Regions from separate parts of the Zea mays genome. Here region 1 is linked to region 2. A link is a contact called in public Hi-C data. All regions are on one chromosome and are shown on one strand. Each heading gives the region's core, a stretch centred on a gene start, on an enhancer-like site or on the middle of the called end of the contact. The rest is flanking DNA. Distances are from core to core; before and after follow the strand shown.

Region 1 (5,213 bases), core at 1,325-3,824, 160 kb before region 2:
CAAGCAGGACTCGAGGAGGAGGTAGCGGATTTATGGCGACGGATCAGGGTAGCGTGGCCGAGTGTGGGTTGTTGGCTTGTTGCGCCCGTGGGCGTGGCAGGCGGGGGGTGGAGGCGGGCGGAGGGATCATGAGCTAGAGGGGGAGATCGTGGAGGGAGTGGGCAGTTTGGAGGGAGATCGTGGGGGATTCCTTTGCGCGGGCGTCTGGGAGTGAGCGAGTGCTCATGAGATGGCTGAGATCGACGATGAACAGGAGAGCACGGGACGGAGACGACGCTAGCAGGAAGAGCTAGAGGGTGAGGGCTCGCTGGGGCAGAGAAAGCAGGGAAGACTGACCCTAAAGCCAAGCTGGGTCAGGGTAAGAAGCGTGCGGCCTCCTGGCAGCTACTTGGGCCGCACCAAAGAAACACAGCCCACGCGACCTATGTCGTCGTCACGGCTTGCACATTTTTATGACCATATCGGCCAGCCAACATAGCTTCTACCGGCTTATAAGCCTTCCTTCTTCAGAGAAAGCAATCGTGGTCAAATGCTCCTGCCAGTGTCAAATTAAGGCAACTTTTTGCGCGAGCAGACGTGGGTCCGGTGTGTGTAAAACTAATGGTGGCTGTCACGTGGGCGCCCGTAGTCTGCAATGTGGGCCCAATGTCTGGAGTGTGTGATGGCTTGCACGATAGGAATGGCTGAATGGGAATGGGGGATTTTGTCACATGGGACCGGAGTGCCCCAAGTCAGGAGTTGCTCGACGTCCTGCATCACAGAATGTGATGGTTTGCCGGACAGCAGCGGCGGAGGAGCCATTATGGCTTAGTGTGGCATCAGCCATACCTTACTTTTAATAACTCTCATATCTTCTACTATAACATCAAAATAAGACGTGGTGTGGTGGATATGTTGTCTCTAGTCTAGCAGTAGGTCTTGAGTTCAATTTATAATTCTTGCAGAATTTATTTTTTGAGCCATACCAAGGATGAGGGTAAAATAGGAAATGAAAAAAAGGCAGAACAGAAAATGGCAGGCTACCCTTACCGTCTTAATAAGTAGTAGAGATATATATATATATATAATCACATAATCTCGTACGTTTATCAACTTATCTTTGCCGATTTTTTATTATAAAAAAACTAAGTATTATGTTTATGTGGCTTTCATTCTTCCATATCCTCAAAAGTTGTTGTCACGCTCCTTTGATTTATACCAGTAAAAACGCGTTCGTGTATACTATTGATTATGGACTATGCGAAGCTTAGTCCATGTCTTTTTTTTTTCTTGTCTCCTTTTTCTTGATAAAACAGCAAGGGCGGTATAGATTTGCCTGTGTTGAGAACTTGCGTGGTGTGGTGTGGATGTGATGCATCTAATCTAAGTGGAATTAATGTTCGGCGTGGCCAAAATGAGATGGAACGTTCAGCGAACTACCGCTGCGGCTGCGCAGATAGATAAACTAGACAGAGGCAAGTGTCGTCGAGCCAGCAAGCAGGGCTGCTAAAGCTACACTTATATATGTTTTTCTTTCTTTTTAAACCAAGCAGACAACAGCCACATGCGACATCGATCCCAAGTAGTAATAACGAACAAGGCCGGGTTGACTGAGGAGAAGGACAACGCCTCTCTCTCTCTTGCCTTAGACGCCGTACGTATAGCCTGGATTATACACTTATACTAAAGCATATATACAAATAGAACGGCCGGGGATGAATAATATAATCCAGTAGGAAGCATCTTAATTACATACGTACGTTTTAGTCCTTTACTTTACTTTGTTCTCGTTTTCTTCCTTGAGTTGGCTTGGCTTCTGTTTGTTTCTTCCTTGACCAGCTAGCAGTGGAACGCGAGGAAATCAACGGTCGTGGCTGGAAACTGCCATGCCTATCCGGAACAGTCCGATCGACAAACAGACGAAGCCTTGATCTTGTCTTCAGTCTTCACAAAAGGTTGGAAAACACGGGCCGGGCCCATCTGATGATCTGAAACACCACTCACTGTTTTCGTCCAGGTTCGGTCCCGATCGCCCGGCGATAGATATATAGGATAGACGATATTCTGCACATGCCGTATAAATACGTAGCCGACGTACGGCTACACACAACCACGTAGCCGCCGGCATGCGCGGTCGTCGTGTTGCTTGCGCGCGCCCCAATCGGCGGCGGCCAGCGCGCCCGCGCGTGCCTCATCGCACTCGCAAGGGAAAGCGGCCAGCAACCAAGCCAAAACAAAGAAAGAAAGAAAGAAAGAAAGAAAGAAAGAAAGAAAGAAAGAAAGAAAGAAAGAAAGAAACAAAGCTTTCTGGCCCATCCCATCCAAAGTGGGTTTCTGCTCGTGCGCGACCTTGACCTGATCGCCATCATGCAGCACCGCAACCCCGTGCTCGGCTCTTGGTTGAGTTTGACCCGTTCAGAATGCCGCAGCAGCAGCAGCACTACGAACGCGACCGGACTTGGTCTGATACTCTCTGTCCAGCACTAGCTACTAGTCTACTACGAAGCTACCAACACTCTTCCTCGCTCGCTCCCTAGCCTACAACTACAAATACCCGCTCTCGTGCACCCACCTCTCGCCACCACAACGCACCACACAAAGCGCAGCAGCCCGCCCGAGAGACAAGCAGCCAAATCAAGCCTTTATTTACGATCCGGCCGGCCGGGATCTAGACCACCTCTCTCTCCTCGTACGTAGTCGTTGAGTCTTTGAGGTCAATCGAGCGAGGTAAAATGGCGCCCGTCTACGCTGCCGCGGACCACGGCACCAACGGCGGCTCCGGCCTGACCCTGAACCCGGTGGCGCGCCGGGCGCTCAGCCTCGTCGGCGCGCCCACCACGCCGTCGTCGTCCACGCCGCCGGCGTACGGGAGCATCGTCACCGTGCTCAGCATCGACGGCGGTGGCGTGCGCGGGATCATCCCGGGCACCATCCTCGCCTTCCTCGAGGAGAAGCTGCAGGAGTACGACGAGCGACCGGACGCGCGGCTCGCCGACTACTTCGACGTCATCGCCGGGACGAGCACCGGCGGGCTGGTCACCGCCATGCTCACGGCGCCCAACAAGGACGGCCGCCCGCTCTTCGCCGCCAAGGACATCAACGGCTTCTACCTCGACCACTGCCCCAGGATCTTCCCGCCCGGCGGCGGCGCCGGCGGTCCTCTGGGCCTGCTCAAGAAGCTGTCGGGGCCCAAGTACGACGGCAAGTACCTCCACGCCCTCGTCCGGGACCTCCTCGGCGAGACCAGGGTCAGCCAGGCGCTGCAGAACATCGTCATCCCCACCTTCGACATCAAGCTCTTGCAGCCCACCGTCTTCTCCAAATACGATGTAAAAACATTATTATTGCTGCCTTGCATGGTTTGCTCGCCGATTATATATATGCTAAACGACGACGACGACTATGTGCATGCACAGGCCATCACCGATGTTTCCAAGGACGCCCTGCTGTCGGACGTGTGCATCAGCACGTCCGCCGCGCCGACCTACCTCCCAGGCCACCAGTTCCAGACCACGGACAAGGACGGCAAGGCCCGTGCCTTCAACCTCATCGACGGAGGCGTCGCAGCGAACAACCCGGTGAGTCAACATGCATGTATACGTACCAACATGCATAACATAAGGGATTAAGGGTCATGAGATCTACTTTGAATTAAGTAGCTTCAGTCTGGATTTAGGATCCCAATAATAATGCTGAGAAAATAGAATCGAGCGCTATTTTTTATGCATCGTCTGCAGTACTTGGAGCCAGATATATATAGATACCTGTGTACGTAGTGTATTGTCAACGTACGGCTTGTAATAGATAAAGAAGAAATGGGTTTTACTAACAGTTCAGTTAATTTATTAGAGTCCTAGTAGGCTTATATATCTGCTGAGTTGACTTCTCTATGAATCACGAAATATGCGCCGAATAAACTCGAGAAACTCTTGCGTGCAGACGCTGCTGGCGATGACGGACGTGAGCAAGCAGATCCTGCTGGGCAACCCGGACTTCTTCCCGATCAAGCCGGCGGACTACGGCAGGTTCATGGTGCTGTCGCTGGGCACAGGCTCCGCCAAGGCCGAGGAGAAGTTCGACGCCGTGCAGTCCGGCAAGTGGGGCCTCCTGGGGTGGCTCAGCAGCAAGGACACCACGCCGATCATCGACAGCTTCAGCCAGGCCAGCGCCGACCTCGTCGACATCCACGCCTCCGTGCTCTTCCAGGCGCTGCACTCGGAGAGGCAGTACCTCCGGATCCAGGACGACGAGCTCACGGGACAGACGTCGTCCGTCGACGTGTCCACCGAGGAGAACCTCAACCGCCTCGTCGACGTCGGCAGGGGGCTGCTGAAGAAGCCGGCGTGCAAGGTGAACATCGAGACGGGCAAGAACGAGCCCGACGGCAAGAGAGGCACCAACGAGGATGAACTCGTCCGCTTCGCCAAGATGCTCGTACGGGAGCGCCGGGCAAGGATCCAGAAAAAAGAAGCCAGCAACACACTCTAGACAGAGCTAGCTAGCAGAGACACCAACACAAAGTGTCTACTACATCATAGTCTAATTAAGCCTCATGTTGTTCTACAATCCAGTCATGCATGTTATGTGTATCCACTTCAATAATTCTTTCAAAGTGTCTACCCCCTTTCGTGCTGCACAACGTACCAAACTTGCCTCCAGCGAACTTTTACGTGTTCGAGGGCCTGTTTGGTTCAGCTTTTTTTTGACCAGCTTTTCTGAAAATCTAGCTGTGAGGAGAATCTGACTGCGTAGAGAATATGTATATCATTAGAATTACGCGTGGAAAAAGATAAAGGTGTCCATAAGACTCAGGATCTAGAAAATGACGGATTCCTACTATTGCAACGACTCAACCGATTATGTGTTTATGTTGATTTTGAATGGTTTTTACCCAAACGAATTTTATAGAAGCTGACTGAAAAGCTAGGTGTTTGGCAGTCCGCAGCAGCTTTTGGTGGCCAGAAGCTCCAAAAAGCTGAAACAAACGGGGGCATAAATGTATCCCCATCACTGATTAACTTATTTATAATAACTACTAAAAGCTCCAGGGATACCATTTATTTAGCATATAGTCTCTATTTAAGCGGAAAGCTACTGTACTAAATAAGACCATAAACTGCACGTTAATGCAATCCATAGTTTTAGTTTCCTAGAATTTAGGCCCTTGTTTGACACCAAAATGAGCGGACGGTTCGGCCCTTGGGCCCGGACGGTCCGCGTGTCCCGAAATTAGA
Region 2 (4,766 bases), core at 113-2,612:
AAAGCCCTAGAGCCTTTATATGTTAAATGAGAGGACAATGGTTTGAATAAAAATGCAACACAAATTCTACTTCTACATAGTGTCCGTGGAACAAGTACACTTGGTATTCTTGGATGGGGCAGAAAATCAAGTGAGAAGAGACCTTAAATCACTGTAAAGTTAGATTTACTATTAAAAAGAAAGAATACTACTACACCATATACAGATTTGTGATTAATGAAAGGAATAAAAAGGGAAGGGCTATGCTTTCAGACGTTTTTATAAATTGATAGGTAGATGGCATTGATTCAGGTCGTTTAAGGAAGAAAACCAAATGTTAAAATATATAACACAGGGAGCTACTAGTGCAACTTTGGATGGATGTTATGGCGGTATTCAGATATGCCTATTAATCTAATCAATATCATATTCAAAATTTTAGATACGGTGACCTGATGAATTTTAGTAGCAGTCCTCAATCTTGCTCGTCATTAATGTTTTTTGCTGCTTGACGACATGCACATGGAAGGGCTTCTCGCGGCGGCGACGATAAAGCAGACAGAGCGCAGAGGCAGAGATAAACATGGTGAGAAGAGGACAAAGATTTCGCCATCTAGCCATCTCGCCCAGGCAGCCAGGAGAGGAGAGGCAATCAGGTCACACGGCAATGAATAGGACGGAGTGACATCACCTGCTGCTCTGCAAGGGAATAGAAAGCTCCCTCGTTGGAGGCCAACAGAGCGACCTCATCGGACGGAGCTAACAGTGCGAACGGAAAGCTCCAACTGTGCTGCAAGGACCACCCAGCGTATTGCGAGATTCAATAGCCTAGGGAGAAAGAAGCAGACCTATAAGAACACGGACGCAGGGTAGATCAACGCCGGAGAGCCGTCGCCGCCACCGCCGCCGCCTCGTGCCCTTCATTTGTGATGCCTCAGCTCCTTTGCGTGAGATATTTTCCACCCCGCAGGGACCGGGCGTGGTTCTCGGTCTGGAACGAAGAGGAAATACCGGGATACGGTCCATACGGGGGTTAACCGAATGCACGTTTTTTTGTGGGCTGGGCTTCTTTCCAAACGAGGGAGGTCCACGGGGTTTGGTCCCTGTTCCCGGGCGGGAAGTGCTTAAACGAACATGGCCTAAAGAAATAAATTAACCTGGCGCGCAGGGCGCGTTAGCTATAGCTACTGGTAGACTAAAAAAGTTTCGGAAGCCGCTGCTATTCGACCAAACAGCTTCAACTCTTCTGATGGCTATCATATCATAGCAGTTTATTCGCAGCAGAGAGATAACACCTCTGAAAGCCATAGAACGAGGCCGTAACTTTAGACCTTCCTTCGGCAAAAAAAACTACGGCCCATCCGCTAATTTTGGCTCGGCCCATAACAATTCTGATTACGCGACTCGCTGATCGCCAGCTTGTGGTCGCGATGCCGTACACCGGATATCCTCTAGCGCCTTCCCACAATCGCGCTTCTGCGGTTCTGCCGCCGACGTCCGCGCCGCCGACGTCCGCGCCCGCGTCCCTCGCTGCTTTGCCCTCTCCACCCTCCGCCATCACCGCCGCGGCGTCCTTCTGTACCGGATCCGTCGCAGCCACCACTCCGCAGATCCGCTGGGTTGACGTCCACGGAGCTGCTCCGGGGATGTCGTCCTCCGCTTCCAGCGTCGAGGGCGACGCCGCCGGAGAGTTCACGGAGGTCGTAATCGTGCGTCACGGCGAGACGTCATGGAACGCCTCGCGCATCATACAGGTGCCGCCTGCTTGCTTCTCCTCCCTCATCCTGCCTGCCAATTGGTCTTCACTGCTGGTTTAAACTGGGAAAATACTGTGATGGAGGAATTCTGAGGGACCTAAGATGTGTGCACTAGTTCTTAATGGTTGGATTAGTGCTTCGTCCTTGTAGGCGCTACTCCAGAACTCCTTTCTCAAGTGAAGGTATAAAAAAACTGAGGATTTTTGTTGGCTACAATGATTACACTGCAGTATATGTGTGTCTGTTATTAGGGCATGTTTGGATACGTGGCTAAAAATTAGCTCAAATTAGCTATAGTTGGCTAGCTAATGTAGCTAACAACTACTCCCTCTAGTCCTAAAAATCAAGTCGTTTTGGACAAGGTTTGAGTCAAACATATAAAACTTTGAGTACTAATAACAGTTTTGTTATTTAGTTTTGAAATCTAACAGTCATATATATAGATTTATCTTAAAAAGTACTTTTGCAAAAGTATAAATATATTAAGAGTTTGTTTTTATTTTAAGAAAAAAACATTGGTCAAAACTATATTTTGGGGACCGTGTCGCTGTCCTAAACGACTTGTATTTTGATACTAGAGGGAGTACTTGTATACTTGTCTAAAAAAATTAGACCATCTATTAGCCCTCCTTTCTGGATGCATTAGAGCTAATTTGGGATAATTTTTAGCTAGCTAGCAATTAGTCCTTGGATCCAAACAGACTCTTAGTATTGCGGTAACTAGTGGAATTTGATCTACTCATGCAGCCAACTATGATGTTTTGTCATCTTGTTAAGACTTTGTTCGGTTGCATGGGGATTGGAGAGGATTGAGGGGATTAAATCCCTTTCTATTCAATTTTGACTAGCAAGGGATTTAATCCGCTTCAATCCCCTTCAATCCACTCCTAACCGAAAAAGGAATGTTTGTTCATTCCCAGCTTTCACTGCACATAGAACAGTACAAGAATCTCCTTCTTGGGTTGTTGAGATGTGGGCGTCTTATAATTTGTTTGGAATGGAGGGAGTATTAACATTTTTTCTCATGTAATGCATATGCACTTATCTCAGATAGTTTATGCCTCTTGTGATACATATCTATGGAAATCAATAGCATGACCGATGTGTCCTTTCTCCTTTGCTACATTTGTTTGCTAGGCCTTAGGGACAACTTCTCTTCTTCTCTTGGAACACCCTTGAGTTAATTTTAAAGTTGATGGGCAGCAGTACATTATATTAGTAATACAATTTTGCAAATAAAAGAAAAATAACAGTGCTAGTCATTTTTTATAACTCAAGTGCTTGTTTGATGGAAATTGGAAATATATTGTTTTATACCCCGGACTTAGCTAGCTGATTATCACCATGAACCTGACACCCTGCCTTAACTGGGAAATTAATAGTCACTGAGAAATCATGTATTGTTAAGCTCTTTGATTGTCAAGAGTGTTTTTTAACTCCACACTGGTATCATACTGCACCAGGGACACTTGGATGCAGAGCTTAATGATATTGGAAGGCAGCAAGCTGTTGCGGTATGTTATGATTTATACTGGTTTTCACTAGATATTTTTAGTAGTGTTTCTTATGAGGAGTTTTATCTCAAAGGTTGCTCATCGTCTTTCTAAAGAAGTGAAACCAGTTGCCATATACTCTTCTGATCTGAAGCGAGCAGCAGAGACTGCGCAAACAATTGCAAGAATTTGCAATGTGCCAAATGTATGCCCATTCTACTCACCCCCTCTTATGTTGTGTGTACATTTTTCTTGGCGTGTTACTTCTGTGTAGGGATGACAATGGGTCGGGTGGAGCAAAAACCCGCCCGCGATCGCACCTGTGAAGACTACCAAAACCCGCCCACGATCGCACCCGCGGGTGCTATTCCAAACCCGCACCTGAACCCGTCGGGTTTCGGGTCACCCGCGGATTTTACTGGGTGTACACTTCTAAACAATAATTTGGCAATAAGCAATTAAGTAGCAATAATAGTTGAGTTATATGTACGTATTTTAAACATTTTCACATTGAGCAACAACAAAACATTTCATGAATCATTAGCCAATTTACTTATTCAAAATAATTATTATTGTATCTTAATTATTTTTTGCGCAAAATAAAGAATGAACCATATTTCGGGTTGAAATACACACCCACGAAACTTCGGGTCGGGTGTGGGTTGCACTCGCGGGTCAAAATCTTCACTCGTACCCACACCTGTCGGGTCGGGTACCTGTTTGGTTTCGGGTTTGCGGGTTAAAATTGCCATCTCTACTTTTGTGATTGGAAAAATACTGATTGTACATGGTTCAGTTGCTTGTATAATTCTTAATGGAGCTTAATGGATGCAACGCTTAATCACCTAGGTCGTGTTCGATCCAGCACTGAGAGAAAGACACATTGGAGATCTGCAAGGCATGACGCTTCAAGATGCTGCTACAGAGAGGCCAGAGGCATACAAAGCTTTTATGTCCCACAAGAGAAATCAACAAGTTCCTGTGAGTGTCCTTATAATCTATCGACAAGTATTATGCTTAGCATTACTGCACATGCTAAGATGTGCTGAAGCATCACATGAGTAATGTTATGGATGTTCTGAAGCATAGATGAATAAACCTTGCGCATTAAATGGCTCATGGTCTATTACTATGTATGTATCAGCAGTTCAAACTGGAATATACAGTGATTTCCCACATCCAAATTCGGTGTGCCAAGTATAGTTTGCTACTGGTGAAATAAGATCAAGCTTGTCAGGAGGAAGCTGATTGCTGCATCTATAGACAGCTAACTCTTACAGGCTTATGTATATCTATAGCCAACTTGGACTGATAAAAGCTCAGCATTCCAATCAAGTCAGTACTCATTTAGTTATGCATACACAGTTCCCCGAGACAGTTGAACCATTACACAAGCAATAAAATCCATAAATTTATTACCTCTTTTTCCTTGAGTTATGCTGTATCTGGAAATAACAGCTTGGTTTTCGTGATTTTCACATCCGATCTCCATGAAGTTTTTTTTTCACTAGATTTATTCTTAGCTTAGCCGCATGCA

What was found. A called contact is a pair of places that touch in the nucleus more often than the background predicts.
Region 1: a contact with region 2 is called in a Hi-C map of ear, with 3 times the contacts expected there. The contact joins the promoter of LOC100272901 here to the promoter of LOC100284555 in region 2. A contact is called at or near these places in 3 of 25 Hi-C or Micro-C datasets (ear, leaf and tassel).

Annotation. Positions count from the first base shown.
Region 1 is chr1:204,520,327-204,525,539 of Zm-B73-REFERENCE-NAM-5.0, reverse strand. It overlaps LOC100272901 (Patatin-like protein 2), which reads left to right and starts at 2,574. Exons shown (of 3, transcript NM_001147354.1): 1 at 2,574-3,308; 2 at 3,396-3,557; 3 at 3,919-4,597. The coding sequence starts at 2,712. The coding sequence ends at 4,467.
Region 2 is chr1:204,357,669-204,362,434 of Zm-B73-REFERENCE-NAM-5.0, reverse strand. It overlaps LOC100284555 (phosphoglycerate mutase gpmB), which reads left to right and starts at 1,362. Exons shown (of 6, transcript NM_001157450.2): 1 at 1,362-1,733; 2 at 3,200-3,250; 3 at 3,324-3,434; 4 at 4,079-4,210. The coding sequence starts at 1,410. It overlaps LOC103643152 (a long non-coding RNA gene), which reads right to left and starts at 1,133. Exons shown (of 2, transcript XR_560833.4): 1 at 828-1,133.